Linked DNA regions of Mus musculus: all the other regions are linked to region 1. A link is a contact called in public HiChIP or PLAC-seq and promoter capture Hi-C data. All regions are on one chromosome and are shown on one strand. The core of a region is the stretch at or near the end of the contact, and the rest is flanking DNA. Distances in the headings are between cores, read along the strand shown.

Evidence for each region. HiChIP or PLAC-seq counts read pairs in DNA pulled down with a chosen protein or histone mark. Capture Hi-C pulls out chosen DNA fragments and counts their contacts.
Region 2: a contact with region 1 is called in a FOXA1 HiChIP or PLAC-seq map of pancreatic cancer cells. The contact joins the enhancer-like site here to the promoter of Txndc5 in region 1. A contact is called at or near these places in 7 of 39 promoter capture datasets (the 3T3-L1 cell line, embryonic stem cells, frontonasal cranial neural crest and 3 more) and 4 of 115 datasets of contacts at active chromatin or transcription factors (bone marrow-derived macrophages, embryonic stem cells, extraembryonic endoderm stem cells and 1 more).
Region 3: a contact with region 1 is called in a promoter capture Hi-C map of adipose tissue. The contact joins the promoter of 5033403F01Rik here to the promoter of Txndc5 in region 1. A contact is called at or near these places in 1 of 39 promoter capture datasets (hematopoietic stem and progenitor cells), 4 of 484 Hi-C or Micro-C datasets (CD4 T cells, CD8 T cells, the G1E-ER4 cell line and 1 more), 2 of 115 datasets of contacts at active chromatin or transcription factors (memory CD8 T cells and pancreatic cancer cells) and 2 of 9 other capture datasets (adipose tissue and liver).

Annotation. Positions count from the first base shown.
Region 1 is chr13:38,525,639-38,530,671 of GRCm38.p6, forward strand. It overlaps Txndc5 (thioredoxin domain containing 5), which reads right to left and starts at 2,846. Exons shown (of 10, transcript NM_145367.4): 1 at 2,550-2,846. The coding sequence starts at 2,770. It overlaps Gm31834 (a long non-coding RNA gene), which reads left to right and starts at 2,265. Exons shown (of 2, transcript XR_382215.4): 1 at 2,265-4,324; 2 at 4,669-5,033.
Region 2 is chr13:38,094,112-38,099,144 of GRCm38.p6, forward strand. No RefSeq gene overlaps it. Among named protein-coding and RNA genes, the nearest start is that of Dsp, 55 kb to the right of the region's middle. Within about 2 kb of position 2,435, at least 14 of the 459 cell types and tissues checked have an H3K27ac peak or open chromatin away from gene starts, as enhancers often do. A contact at or near this core is called in pancreatic cancer cells, where this site is marked.
Region 3 is chr13:38,958,682-38,963,714 of GRCm38.p6, forward strand. It overlaps 5033403F01Rik (RIKEN cDNA 5033403F01 gene), which reads left to right and starts at 1,938. Exons shown (of 3, transcript NR_131019.1): 1 at 1,938-2,541. It overlaps Slc35b3 (solute carrier family 35, member B3), which reads right to left and starts at 1,856. Exons shown (of 10, transcript NM_134060.4): 1 at 1,751-1,856.

The sequences.
Region 1 (5,033 bases), core at 1,596-4,095:
TATTTTATTTATATTTCAAATGTTATCCCCTTTCTTGATTCCCCCCCCCAGGAGCCCCCATCCCATCCCCCCTCCTCTTGCTTCTATGAGGGTGCACTCCCACCCACCCACTCCCAACTCCCCACCCACGCATTCCCCTACACAGGGGCATTGAGCCTTTCCAGGACCAAGGACCTCTTCTCCCATTGATGCCCGACAAGGCCATCCTCTGCTACATATACGGCTGGAGCCATGGGTCCCTCTATGTGTACTCCTTGGTTGGTGGTTTAGACCCTGGGAGCTCTGGCTGGTTGATATTGTTCTTCCTATGGGGTTGCAAACCCCTTCAGCTCCTAAGGGTTGTCCTGATGTTAGCGGAATTTGATCAGATATGCTCAGTTTAGAGTTGTAGATAGACATCCTCTATACCCTTGAAAGGGTTCTTATGAAAACAATACAAGATTTAAAAAGAAGATAAAGATTTAGTTCCCTCTAACCCAAGTTAACCTGACCACTTGGGGTCATCACCACACAGGCAAGCCTCTCCCCACCCAGGAGGACTAAAGAGTCCACTGCTTCTCTCTAACTGGCATTTCTGGTTTGGAGCCCTTGTGGATACAGCACTACAGAGACTGCCGGCTGTATTCAGATGTGGCCTGGAGCCAAGTGACAGAGCAAAGGCACCTAACCTTACCTTTGACCTAACTGTCCCTAGGTTCAGTGTGACCAGATGCTGGCACCAGATCAACAGCAGGAGGACAATCCTGCACCCACAAAGCTTAGAACAAATACAGAGACAGGTCAGTGCCATCACTACACAGTGTCCTTGCCCCAGCATCACACATGGACAGTGAACATTCCAGGCACTCACGGTGAGAAAGAAGTGGGGAGAGGACCCAGCGTAGTCTACCTTGAGTACCATGTTGTTCTTAAAATTTTGAAATCTTAGCACTCTGTAGGCTGAGACCAACAAAGTCATGAGTTCAAGGTCAGCTTGGCTACACAGAGAGATCCTGCCTCAACTTCCCCTTAAAACATCAAAAACCCAGCCTTCAAAGGCCATGGGTGGGCTCCTACATCTCTCTAATATTTTTATCAGAATAGCAAGAAGCAAACAATTGAAGGCTTATCCTAGAGAGCAGCCTCGACCTAAACGTCTGTAAGCCATAGAGTTAAAAAAAAAAAAAAGAATCTGTGGTGTATACCCCAACTGGCCAAGACTAGCTGGTTATTCATTGCATATATTCTAAACTTAAAACTCCATCAGCACTCCAGAGAACCTAACCCTGCCTGCATGTCAACTTTTCTCATAAAACTAAAAACCCTTAGATTTATTCCACCGAAATCAACTCCAATTAAGTCCTGTGGTGTACTTAACTGGAATCACTACTTTGAGACGACTTGTGCACAGAGTAACTATTAACGCGACTGACTGTGGCAGACTCCCAGTCTTTTTCTTTCAATGGTAGTTCTACAGACTCAAGTGGCTGTTCTTGGGAATGTAAAACAGTGTATCCCATTCCTGCATTCTTAACTGATAATGGCTGTGAGCCAAAATGATCCCCTCCCCCACAAAGTTAATTTAACACTAAACGAATTGAAATGCAGTAATAGCCCGCTCTAGGGTTATGGGCAAAGTTTCTCCCACTTTAGAAAAATACAATCACTGACTACATTGGATTCCACAGGCACATTTTTCTTAACTGCTTAACCCCCTGTCCTTAATGAGTCCCTACTGAGCTAGAGGAAGAGTACTTTGCTCAGCAATAAACACAGCCAGAACATCCCACATCTCAAGAGCCTGTGCTCTAAATACCGCTTTCTGCTGTGGACCGGAGAACTTCTTTCTCTGAGCATCTAGGCCCCAGTAGCAAAGCACTGCTATGTCTAGACTAATTCTTGGGGTAGTGAGGTGCACCAGGAAGCCCCAACCGAAGAATGGAAGCCTGAAGTTATGACTTTTAGGAAGAACAGTTCGACCTCACACTTTCCAAATGACCGGGCCCCAAATGAGAACAGGAGGTGAAAGAGTTAAAGGCCTTGAGAATACAGCTCACATCCACTCCAGCGTGCAGCGGAGACTCCAAAACTGGCACCTCGCTGGACTCCAGGGGCCGGGGAAGTCTCAGTTCCCGACCTAGGCTATCTTTTCCTACCCTCGACACACAAAGTGGGCAATCACATCTTGAGGGGGCCTTAGATTTCCAATCCAACCCAATATTGATGGGCCAGCAGGAAGAACCCTTCAGGATAGGGCACGTGGACGCCGGGCTCCCGCCGCGTCCGGCCAGCACAGGAAGTTTGGGGAGCTGGGCAGGGGACAGAAGCGGGGGATGCCTGGACTCCAGCAGTGTGGCGGGGTGGAGAGGCTTTTCCGGGTCTCCCCTCGGGGCCCGCCCTTCCTAGCTCGCAGGCCGGCGGCTAGCGCCACGTCAGCGGCGAGGCCCGAGCGCGGCCCACGCCCCCGGCGCAGCCTGCGCGGCCTCGCGCCCTCTCCCCGGTCCCCGGCTCCAGGTCCCTGGTCCCCGGTCCCAGATCGGGCTCCGCCGGCCTGCTGGAGCTGCAGTTACCAGGGCGCGAAGAACATGACGAAGTGCGCGGCGCTCTGGATCCCGTGCGTGAACATGTCGGCCGTATACAGGTGCTTGGCGTGCGGGTCCTGCTCGACCCCGCTGTCCGCTTCCACCTCCTGGGCCCGGGCGCCTTTGCGCGCCCCGAGCAGCAGCAGGAGCGTGGCCAGGGCCGGCAGCCCGGCCAGCGGCTGGAGGAGGCGTCCTGGGCGCGGGGGCATCGTGGCGGGGCTGGCGAGCTCTCGCTCGTGCCGCGGGTCCCCTCCGCGGCGCCGCTCCCGCCCCGGCTCCTCCCACGACCGCAGAGCCACGCCTCAATCACGCCCCCGCTCGCAGAGCCACGCCCCCTGTCCCGCCGGCTCACCTAGCAACTTGCTGTCTTCTGCTGAAAGCCACCAGGAAGAGGTCGCTTAGGTCCTGGGGTCCTTGTGCAGCACCTCCAGCGCTATCTCAGTCCGGTTCCCTTCCATCCCGCTGAGCTCATTCTCCTTCCCAAGCTCCTCATCAGCCTTTCCCTGCTAGGGACGAAGAGGCCAAGCTGCCAAGCTATGGAACAGTGGCAGCTTCTGTTGATAACTAATCAGACACCAAGAGACCCGAGAGTTTAGGACCAAGCTGAGCTGCTGTCAGCAGAAAGGAGGAAATCAGGCAAACGTGTGTGGGGTTTGCTCTTGCATAAGTCAGATTCTTAGCCAAAGCTCAACTGTGATTTGAGGGCCTGGCCTCAGGGGGTGTGATGAAACCACTTCCCAAGAGCACCTCCTCTGTTATCCTGCCCTGCCTTCACTTTGAAAAGGAAAGGCAGTCAAAGTGGCCCTTCCTTCAGGCCCTGGCTAGTGCCCTGTGTGCCCTAACTCACCCTGGATAGGAAAATGAATGGCAACAGCTGTTCTGGGTGAGAGCTAACGCCTGGGCTGGGGCGCATGGACCCACGCCAACTCTTGAACTTTAAGTCGGGTGGCAATCTAAGCTCCCTGCCCTGCCTTGAAAACCTGGAGCTAAGTTAGGGAGAACGAAACAACCACTAGACACTTGAGAGAGGTCCTAGAGCTATGCTCTGTACCGATGAAAAGGAAGCTGGCATCATAAGACATATATATGGTGATCTTTTATTGGGAAAAAGCAACGGGCATAGTAAGAAGAGTACATGGCCATCTTGTATTGGACTTCTGAGCAACACTTCTGAAAATCACCTGATCTTTATTAGCCTCAGCCTCCCTAAACCAAAAGCCTGGGTTAGCAACAGTTGGGGGTGGTGGTAAAGGGAGGGGCAGGGAAACTCACATCATCTGTAACTATTCTCATGTTAGGTTCGTCCACCTGTAAATGTTTAACCATGGTTTTCCAAACACCAAACTGCAGCATCTCTTGCTTGCCCCCTCTCTCCCTTTGTGCCCTCACATTCTGAGTAAGCACAGTTCAGCCAAACGCTTCTTCCGGCTTTCCTAACCTGAACAGACCTAAACTTGCCCATCGCAGGAGAAGTTCTATGAGCATCCTTTGCCCACGTGATTTTGACTATGGCAATTTGTTGCTCCAACTTGAACCAGCACACCAACTCTGCCCAGTAGCCTTGGCATACAGACTAAAATAGAAATCCCTGATGCTGTCCTTGAAGGCCTCCTGTGATGTGCTCTGCCATGCCTCGTGTCCTGTGAGGCTTGCTGGTGACCAGAAATCCAAGAACTCTTGCCATGTCATCTGTACTGTCAAGGTCAAAGCTTTATGCTCCTCAATACTTCTCTCACTTCATTGCTAAGACATCGCAACAGAAGGTACTATGTTTATAATATCAACTCCTTTTTCACCTGCCCAAAGCTGTGTGGTTCCAGATCCCTTTGGGGGTCAAATATCAGCTATTAACATTATGACTTGTAACAGTAGCAAAATCCTAGATTTGAAGTAGCAATGAATAGTTTTATGGTTGGGGTCACCACAACATGAGGCCCTGCATTAGAGCGTCACAGCATGAGGAAGGTTGAGAACCACTAGCACAGACCATAGCTCTTGGAGCCCTCTCGAACGCTGGCTGTTGGTTGATGTTTCACTCTTGCGTCTCGTGCAGTTGAGACGAAAGGCAGATAGCACCCTTTACCAATGTGTTCCCTTCTATCCACAGACCTTCAGCTCCCGACATATTGGATCTACTGAGCATCCCACCATCATCTGCCCTTGCAGTTTTTGCCATCCTCCCAGGACACTCTCCTATTTCACTGAAGACTGTGGTGCCTTCCAGATGACAGAATTCCCAACAACCCTTTCCTGTCATCATTCCTGGTGACTTTGGTGATTTTGACATTTCCATCAGGAACCCCTTTATACAAGGGAATCTAGAATGTTTACTGTTTCTAATATCTGGATAAAGGTGCTAGGGTTTGGGTCTTGAATGTAAACCTCTGTGGGTCCATGTGTTGGAGACCTATCTCCAGAGTGGTGCTAGTGGAAGGGGGTAGAATTTTTAGATGCAGGGTGGGAGGTTTTAAG
Region 2 (5,033 bases), core at 1,185-3,684, 430 kb before region 1:
ATTTACTCAAGATAAATGTCATGGCCCCATCCTAGTTGCACCTGGATTAAGAATGGGAAAAATCAAACACAACACCCTTGTAGAGTGGACAGTATTGTCCTGAGGTAAAGAGCACACATAAATGTTTAAAACCCTGGGCTCTGTACCAAGCACCAAAAAGCTAACTAAACGTGATGGGCAAGTGCTCTTGGTTTATTTTTTGTATAGCTTTGAGGCAGGGGTTGGAGGGGGAGGGGGGTGGTGGGGGTGGGGAGAAATGGATTATCCACTAAGACAGAAGGAAAAGGCCACAGACGTTAGCAGCAACGATCTTTGCGGGGAAGGATTGGGGATTTTCTTCTTTGTAACTGTCCTGTAAAAAAAATGTTATTTTTTAAAAAATATTTTTAAATGGTTTGTTTTTGTTTTGTTTTAAAGTGTGTGTTTGCTTGTATGTGTGTGTTGGGGGGTATGTACACTTCAATGTGTAAGGGTCCAAGAATTGCCAAAGAATAGCACCTTGGACTCAGATAGTATGCAAAAGCAAAGAGTGTTTATTCCATGGAAATCCAGCATGTAGGGGTCTATCATTAATCTAAATGGAGACCCCAGACAAAGGCTTGCAGACTTATTGATAGGGAACTAAGAGGAATTTTAGCTAGTGTTAGGTAATCTAAAATGTGACTGATGGGTGCCAGGGATGTTACATGGGTTGGTTTCTGATTGGCTTCTATGTTAGTTTTACCATATTTGATGAGGCCTTGAGGAAATTCCAGGAACAGACTCAACTCCAAGCTTGTCTCTCTTTGACAGAGCCATCGGGGATTAACAAGCCATCATCAGTAGCTCCCTCTGAGAACTGCTTCCCTGGGAAACCGAAACATTTCTATTTCTAAGGGTTTTATTTCTTATGGGACCTCTCAGGTCCAGCTAGCTGCCCAAGGTGGCCACAAGAGCATGTCCAGCCTGGAGCAGCAAAGGGCTGTGAGGCATCTGCAGTGGAATTCAGACTGTCTGCCACAGCAGCACATGGTCTTAACCCCTGAACCACTTCTCCAGCCCTGTTTTCTTACTGTACTTTACTTTGCAAATATATTGAAAATATCAAAAAAGGAATAGAGTTTAGGTGTTTTCTTCCCCTCCAAAATGGTAGACACAAGAGTGCTGGTGATAGATACTCACAAATACACTATAGATCCAAATATTGCTCACCTACTCAGTCTTGCTACAAGCTGAGCTTCGATAGACTTTGCTTTCATCTCTTCCTGTCATGGAGTTGAGTTTTAACAGCTCAGAGAGGGACAATATGATTGTGGAAGTGACTGGCTCATGGTTGCACAGTTTCTTGTTTTACTTTGTTTATGACTCTCTGAGACAGGGTCTCACTCTGTAGCTCTGGCTGACCTGGAACACACCATGTAGACCAGGCTGACCTTGAATCCACAGAAATCTGCCTGCTTCTACCTCCCGAGCACTAGGATTGAAGGTGTTCACTACCATGCCCGCTGTATTTTTGTCTTGACAAACTTGAAGTTTGCAAGTAGACCATAGATTATGGGAGCTAATGAATCTTTTAACTGTGAGCTGTAATCTCTTAACTGTGGTTTCTTTGTTGACATAAAGAATGTGATTTAATGCCTCTGCTAAGAGCACTGGAAAATTCTAAAATAAAGTATTATTATTGACCAAAGTAGAGATTTCAAAGTTCAATTTGTTTGGCAGGAGGAAAGGTTCTCTTATAAGAAGACCACCACCCCCCCAACCCTCATGCCAACACACACACACACAAGGTCTTTGCTATGTAGCCTTAGCTAGACTGGTACTTAACATGTAGTCCATCTGCCCTCAAACTCAAGGCAATCCTCCTACCTCAGCATCTTAAGTGCTGGGATTCTGGGCATATGTTGCCTGACAATTATTAAACTCAACATTAGTAAGTGTTTGTAAGAGGATGACTTGAAACGCACGTTTGGGTGTATCCTTGTTTTAGAATATAGTTTCCTTTCATTGGCCTCCTGGGAAAAGATTTACTTTTCTTTGCAACAAGTCCTTAAACAGAAGGAATGTCAGCCCCTACAGGAACTGGTGGAGGCAGCCCTCTGAATTAATTAGCCACAGCTGGAAGGGAAGAGTAGCTTGCCTCTCTCCACACCTATTCCTGAACTACAAGAAAGAAAACCATCCCAACAGCTGGAAGCCACCCAGAAGGCAGGTACAGACCCTGCTCCTCCCGGCATGCCCATTCCCTGAGGTGTACCACCATCCCGGAAAGTCTGGTTGCAGCTGGCATCCTGTGCAGGCAGGCTTGGTCCTGATAGGTGACGTTGTGGCTGCCAGGACAGGCTTGTACTTAGGCTCTGGTGTGTGAAGCAGCCACACCACAATGCTGAACTAGGATTCTAGAGACACTCTCAAGCCTCAGTCACCGAGGCCTGGTGGTGAAAAGCTCTGGGAAGGGCCCATTTTCCTTGTCACACCTTCAAAACAAACAAATGGCTGAGCAATGCTACACCCAAGAGTTGATGGCGCGGCACTCAAATTTCTCTCGATTCTGCTGTGTAAAACAAGAGTTCAGAACCCACTTAGGGGTGGGCACGATAGATCAATACCTGTAATTCCAGCACTTCAGAAGCCGAGCCAGGAGGATTGCCCTGGGCTTGAAGAGAGTCGGAGCAATCCTGACATCCTGTCTCAAACAAAACAAAACAAAACAAAACAAAACAAAACAAAACAAAACAAAACAAAACACCCAAACCCAGAACTCATCTGGGGTTGCTCAGCTGCTCTGAGGTCCACTGTCTTTCTCTTTATTGCTGGTGCTTATCCTTGTAACAGGAAGGGCTTTCTTCAGAGGAACTCAGAGCCTGATAAACCTGGTAACACAGAGAACATTTTTGGCTAAGGTGTCCAAAAGAGCAGACAAGTCTATGCAAGGTGTTTGGCCCAAATTTAGCCGCAGACACCCGAGAGTGTATGAGCAAAGGTGTTTAGTAAGGGTTTCCTGGGAGACAGTTTGGGCATCAGTGCTGGTCACACACACAAGATCTCCTTCTGCTTGGTGGGTTCTGCTCCTCTGATCTGTGTGACTGCACCTGTGCAATGCAAGATTCTGGATTCCTTCAGCCTTACAGTAAGTTTTAAAATCAGACAAATAGAGACAACTTTGTCGTTTTCTAAAATTGTTTGGGTGGTCTTCATCATTGTTTTTCTCTATAGCTTTTAAGGTCAGCTTAATAAATTCTATTTTTAAAAAAAGTCTGTTAAGATTTCTAAAGGCATGGTGGCCCGTGCCTTTAATCCCAGCACTCAGAAGGCAGGCTGATCTCTGAATTTGAGGCCAGCCTGGTCTGCAGAGAGTGTTCTAAGACAGCTAGGGCTACACACACAGAGCAGCCCTGTCTTGAAAACCAAACCAAACCAACTAACCAACCAAAGATTTCTAAAGGCTGGGGAGAGACTCAGTGGGTGAGAGTTCACACACCCAGCTCACATGTGCAAAGCTAGGCATTGCTGTGCATGCCTGTACCACCAGCCTTGGGAGACAGAGACAAGTCGATCCTGAGAGCACACTGGACAAAATGGTGCTTACCAAGAAACCCTGTCTCAAGATAAAAAAAAGATGGGACATAATACAGGAGGATACCTAATGTTCTGCTCTGGCTTCTGCACATGTTTGCATGAGCACATACACCTGTATGTTCACAGGCATGCATCACATGCACAAATAAGTAACACACACAAAAAAGATTCTGGGTAAAATGGTGTTGTGGTTAGTCACCTGGGAAGAGGCAACCTCGGATGGGAAAAATGCCTCTTTCAGATTGGCCTGGAGGCAAGTCTGGGAGATGCTCTCTTGGATAATGATTGATGTGGAAGGAGCCAGCCCTCTGGAGGTGGTACCAGCCCTCAGTCCACTGTACCAGCCCTGGCCAGGTGGTCCTGAATTGTATATATATATAAAAAGCAAGCTGGGCAAGCCATGGGGAGCAATCCAGTAAGCAGCTGGGCGGGCTAGTTTTATGCCAACTTGACACAAACTGAAGTCATCTGAGAGGAGGGAACCTCAGTTAAGAGAATGCTTGCAAGGCTGGAGAGTTGGCTCAGTGGTTCAGAGCACAGGTTGTTGTTGCAAATGACCTGGGTTTGATTCCCAATACACACACACACACACACACACACGTGCGCGCGCGCGCGCGCACACACACACACACACACACACACACACACACACAGGGTTACCACCTCCTCAAGCACCAGCCTGTGTGGTGCAAAGACACCCATGAAGAAAAAATATTCATACACATAAAATATGAGAGAGAGAGAGAGAGAGATCATAAGATTGGTCTGTAGGCAAGCTTGTAGGGCATTTTCTTAGTGATTGATGGGGGAGGGTCCAGCCCATTGTGGGTAGTCCCAACCCTAGGCTGGTGGTCTTTGCTTCTATAAGAACAAAGGCTGAACACGTCATGAAGAACAAGTCAGTAAGTAGCACGCCTCTGTGGCCTTGCATCATCAGCTCCTGCCTCCAGGTTCTTGCCAGGTTGTGAGTTCCTGTGCTGACTTCCTTTGATGATGTACAATGATATGGAACCATAGGTAGAATAAACCCTTTCCTCCCCAAGTTGCTTTGGTCATGAACTACAGAACACCGAGGCTGATGGTGAAGCTGAAGGCTTCCACTCCCCTCTCCTCAGCATTCTCCCCATCCTTGTACCAAGCTGAGAGAGAGCAAGAGGGCACCCACCACAGAGGGCGTTTAGAATTATGCCGCTCAACCCCGCATAGGTGTGTCAGAAACTCACTTCAGATGTAATGGATTCGAGCCAGAGTGAATCATATAATGGAGAATTCAAAGTATGACTTAGAAGTGCGTGCAGTGCTTGGAATGAGATGGATCCCATAGGCTCATGTGTTTGAACACTTGGTCTCCAGTGCTTGCTACACAGGGAAGGTTCTGGAACCTTTATGAGGTAGAGCGCTGCTGGAGGAAGCATGACACAGAACATATTTTGAGGATTATAACTTCACTCACACTTCTTGTTCCCTCTCTGATC
Region 3 (5,033 bases), core at 688-3,187, 430 kb after region 1:
AGGTTTGCAATTGACTATTACTCTACCCTCAGATTCCCATCAGAACCCTCTCATGCATATATCCACAAGTACATTCATACACACACACACACAGACACACACAGACACACACACTACAAATAAATCTTATACAAACGAACAAACAAACAGGGACAAAGTCCTTATGGTACGGGGGGGGGGGGGGGGGGGGGGGGGGAAGGAGCCTGAACTACACAGAGAATTTAACACAAGGCTGGGCTACAGAGATCTTGTCTCCAAACAAACAAACAAAAGCTCAAGAACAGGATTACAAGTTTTCAAATCAAATAGCCAACATCTTGCTTTGCTTTAGAGACTCATAATACCCTCTGAAACTAGAACAGAAAGAAGTTGTGGAAGTGGATTGCTGCCTTGGGTCTCTTCTTAAAGCGCAACAGACACTTGGCACATTGCAGGGAGACATAACGGCTAAAATGGAGGTCAAAGAAGTGCTTAGAGTAAGTAAACACATACTGTGTGTGCACACACACAATCGGAAACAGGTGATGTTGCCTTACAATGACACACTGAAATAAAAGCTTATTTCTTTATACAAGTCTGTGTGTCTATGCCACAGATGGCAAGCAAGGGTCAGAAGACAACTCCTGGGAACTGGTTCTCTGTCATTTCACCTTATTGGTTCTGGGCTTGGCCACAGGCTTGGCCTCAGGTGCTCTTACCTGTCAGCTTGCTGGCCTCACCTTATCTCTTAACCTAGTCTTTTTTTTTTTTTTTTTTTTAATGTGAAGGAGGTACGCTTTCTATTACAAAGCTGGAATGGGAGGAAAACTTATCATGTGCACAGCCTGGAAAAGTCCCAGCTTCGCCAGAAACCTGCAACGCTCTAGTAACAATCATGTCTTCACAACTGGGTTCCAGGTGTGGGATAAGATCAAAGAGCAGAAAAACAAGATTGTGATTTCTCCCATACCTTATCACACAAAAGGGTGAGAGACTGGTGATTTCCGAAACTCTATTCCCCTCAAGGGCTAACAATAGGATTTAAAGTAGACTTTAAGCAGAAGTAATGCTATCTAAAATATTTTTCAAACGTTGTCAGTGTCTTTCCCCTCCAAGTCTCAAACTATCTCAACTCACTTGTAACAGAAATGTTTAACTAAAATTCGGGATTCTGATAATCTACTGTAGAAGTAACGCAGATGTAATTCATTCAAACACAAAAAACCAACCAAACAAAAAAACTCAAAACAAACAACTCATGATAGTAAACTAACAAAATCTTTCAGTGTTTTTCCCAAAGAAGAGAAAAGGAAGGAGGAAAGAAGGAAGACACGGAAAGATAGACAGACAAGGTAGGAAGAAAGAAAGGAGAAGAGAATTCAGCTGTAAAGCCCGAAAGAACGTACAGGGATTTCAGCGACATAAACTTAGCAGCCCTGCAAGAACAGTCAACTCGCTGCAAGGCAAACAGTCACCAGGTAACGGAGAGAGCGGACACAGACCCGGAAATGACTCTGAACTGCAAAAACAGCCAAGGGAATCCGAGAGACCAAGTCTCTGAGCACAGAGAGCAGGGTAGAGGAGGGGTCCGGCCCGGGGGTTCTCAGGCCAACAGGGAACGATGCTCTTCCCGGAAGCGCGCGCCCCGACCACCCCGACGGCGGCGGCGTCCACCTTCTCTGTTGACACGGTGTGGGAGCCCACCCGAGTTCTGCCTGACGACGCCTGGCCGCGCAGCAAGACCCCCACCTCCCAGCTCCGCCGCTGTCACCTCCTCGGTCTCCGTCTCCGCCTCCGGGTCTGCTCCCGCGACGGCCGCCTCGGCCGCCACCTCCCCGGAAGGTCTTCACACGCCGGACCCTGCGCGCCACTTCCGCCTAGGCGTCTCTGTGCGCGTGCGCCGGCGCGCGGCTCCGCCCCTTCGCCCTCCCCACCCCCTCGGCTGTTTCTACCTCTCCACCCTGCTCCTGCGTGCTCTGAGCAAGGGTCCTGTCCATCTCGTGGCTTCTGCGACCCAGTTGACTTCACATCCGCGATCGTGAGCCGGGGCGTGTGAAGGATGCCAAGGTTTAGAGTGCTCGAGCCGGATCTCAGCAGCCTGAGGTTCCCTTTCCCCAGCCTCCACCTTTTGATTCAAAGGGATGAAGTTGCTTCTCAACTACTTTCCTGTCCCAGTTCTCCGGACTCACTCCTACCCTTCTGGCCAAGGTGGACTGAAGAAACAGGAAGCCTGCGTCACATGCCCTTACAGTGATGATGGTTTGTAATTGGCCAGAAATGAACCAGGATTGTGTTGACATGCCACTCACTGCTTGAAATGTAAATCCCTGGCTTGGAGTCTGACAAATGTTATAAAATCTCTGATATTTGATCGCCAAATATCATAAATTATTCCACATTGAGAGCTACACTTACAGTTACTGAGATACAATGAAGAAAATGCCAAGATGGGCTTGGCGATAAGGATTATTACGATTACCTTAACCGGAATAGTATTCAAGAGTCTGCTTTGAAAAGGGGTGAATAGTGTCAACAGAAACGTTACAATCCGGTCAGATGTGTGTAAGTTTTAAAATTTCACAAGAATTAGGCATTGGGAAGCATTTATGCCTTAGGAGAGAATCTCTGAAGTGGTGAGGGAAAAGGTCCAGCTAGACATTTTAAAAATACCAGCCTTGCTAAGCCAGTTTTGTATGAAAGTTGAAACTTTAAAAAAAGGGGAGGAAAGAAAAAATCCTAAAGAGAATAACAAAGCCCATTTAGACATTTAGAGATGTCATTCTATGGCTCAACAATAGCAAATAGTAGCAGTAAAACAACTGTCAGCCAAGAAGGAACATTATTTATCAAACACCTGTTGAATGTGCCTATGTGTAGGGTCATATGCATAATTTATAAGTAGCTTATATGGACTTCCAGCCCTTAAGGAGTTATAGGACATAGGTGAGAAGGTAAATGGTAATATAAATCTGGAATACAAGAGGGGTTAAGGTCCACCCACTCTTGCTTAGGCAATCACAATAGCCTAGCTGGCTTCTATTATCTTTTACTTCCTTACAGCCTAATTCTGCCCAAGAGCAGGATTTGATGCTGCTTTGCTCTCAATGCTTTAATGGCTTTTACCATCTCATTGAAACCTAAAACCCTCTCCGTGGTTTGCAACTTGTTCTTGATGGGTCATATCCAAACAACACTTTAGAATTCATCTAACCCCCGTCAGGCACGACATGCCTCACTTTGCTTTGCTTTTCCTATTCCTTTGGTGTGGCACATTGCCCTCAGATATGTCCACTGGGAATGAAAACCAAGCATTTACCAACTGTTACCGTGGAATTAGGGATGAGGTGAGTGAGAGAGTAAGCAGGTAAGAGCAGCCCTGTTTGCCAATAGGAGCAAGGAAGACTGCAGTTATGGCCAGCCACAAAGCTAGATCCGAAACAGGGTTACCATTGCCTGTGGACTCATGAGGAATGCATACTCTTAATGTGAAGACAAGAAGCGCAGTCTCAGCATGTTGATAGCTTTTGACTAACCACAGAACAAACAGAAGAACCAAGGAACTATTCCCACAAAAGATAACCTCATGCCCAAACTCTATCCTTGAGAGGGAAACAGATCCCGTGACTCTTGATGAAAAACATTGTATTGCCACTGAGAAACACTGTATTTCAGTTTAGTGGTCATCTCCCAGCACACTTGAAGCCATTTGCACAAGGAGTTACTCTGTAGAAAGTAAATTACCAAGTCGCCAAGGGCCATTGTGCATAAATGCTGAGTGGATAGTGATGTTGAAGACTCAAAATGGAGGCCTAGTGGTGAAAGGCATGCTGTCCATAATCTATCTCACAAGGGCATCCCCAAAGTATGTAAAGTCCTTCAGAGAATGAGTATTTAACAACAGACAAGGTCTTCTCTGATCTGTGCTGTTGATGCAAGGAAGGGGCTGCTGGAAGCTCTTGAAAAAAAGTCTACTTTTTAGGGTCCAAAGTGGGAAATTAGATACTAATTGCACATACAAGGAAACTGAGATTTCATTACTAGACAGACTTGAAAAATGTTCAGAAGGTGTTCTCTTCTCCTGACAACTTTTTGACCAACCTGCGCAGATCTTGACTGATGGACCTGGGATCCGAGGTCCTGAAAGAATGGGGCAGACTATGGTGTAATGCTGCAGACAATCTTATTACAGTTTCAGTGCACAAAAGCACATGAGTGTAACCAAAGAAAGCAATAATCCAAGTAAGGTTTGTTTCAGTTCAGAAAAACATGTAAATCAATGCCAGTAAGCACATACTAAATATTAACAGAGCAGCCCTTTCTCAGGACAGAGAGCAATTGAGACACAATTTCCTGGCATGTATTATAGATTATATCTGGGAAAGCATGAAAGCAAGGCAGAAGGTCATATCCAGATTCAGGGTACACTGACCAGCTTGGTTTCTATAGCTATGACCTGACATCCAACAAGAATAACCATGTCTTCAAAATCGAATGTAAATGTTTGTCACAGGAGGCACCAAACTGTGTTCAGTAACAATTCAGGGGTCAAGGTTCACCTGCTGTAAAAGGCTCTCTGCCTTTTCCCCCCTGGAACTTCTTTCACAGTTCCCCAAGGCATTGTTCGCCTTAGGTCAATATTTTACCAAGTTCCCAAAATAAGACTCTGAGATCAGATGCTAATTTCAGAATTTCAGAGGCAGCATTACTACCAAAGACTTTAAAAATATAGGGGATGTTGCCATGAGTTGTTTGGTCCTCTGCAGTAGTCAGACAAACCGTGATGTGCAGTTGCTGGGCTCTAGTCAACCTATCTAAGTAACTCCAACAGTAGCTACTGTCAAATGAGTGAGTTTTAATGAGAATGCATGTTTTTATGTGATTATTGGTCTGGCAGATGCCCCATTGGTGAGGTAGAACAAGATCAGTTGGCTCCTTCATGAAAATAACTGGAGTATGATCCAGCCCTGCAGGAATTGTGCCTGACATAAAGGGTTCCAGCTCACCTTGTTTCTCTGTAGTCTCAACATGCTAATTAGATCTAGAGAGGAGGAAAG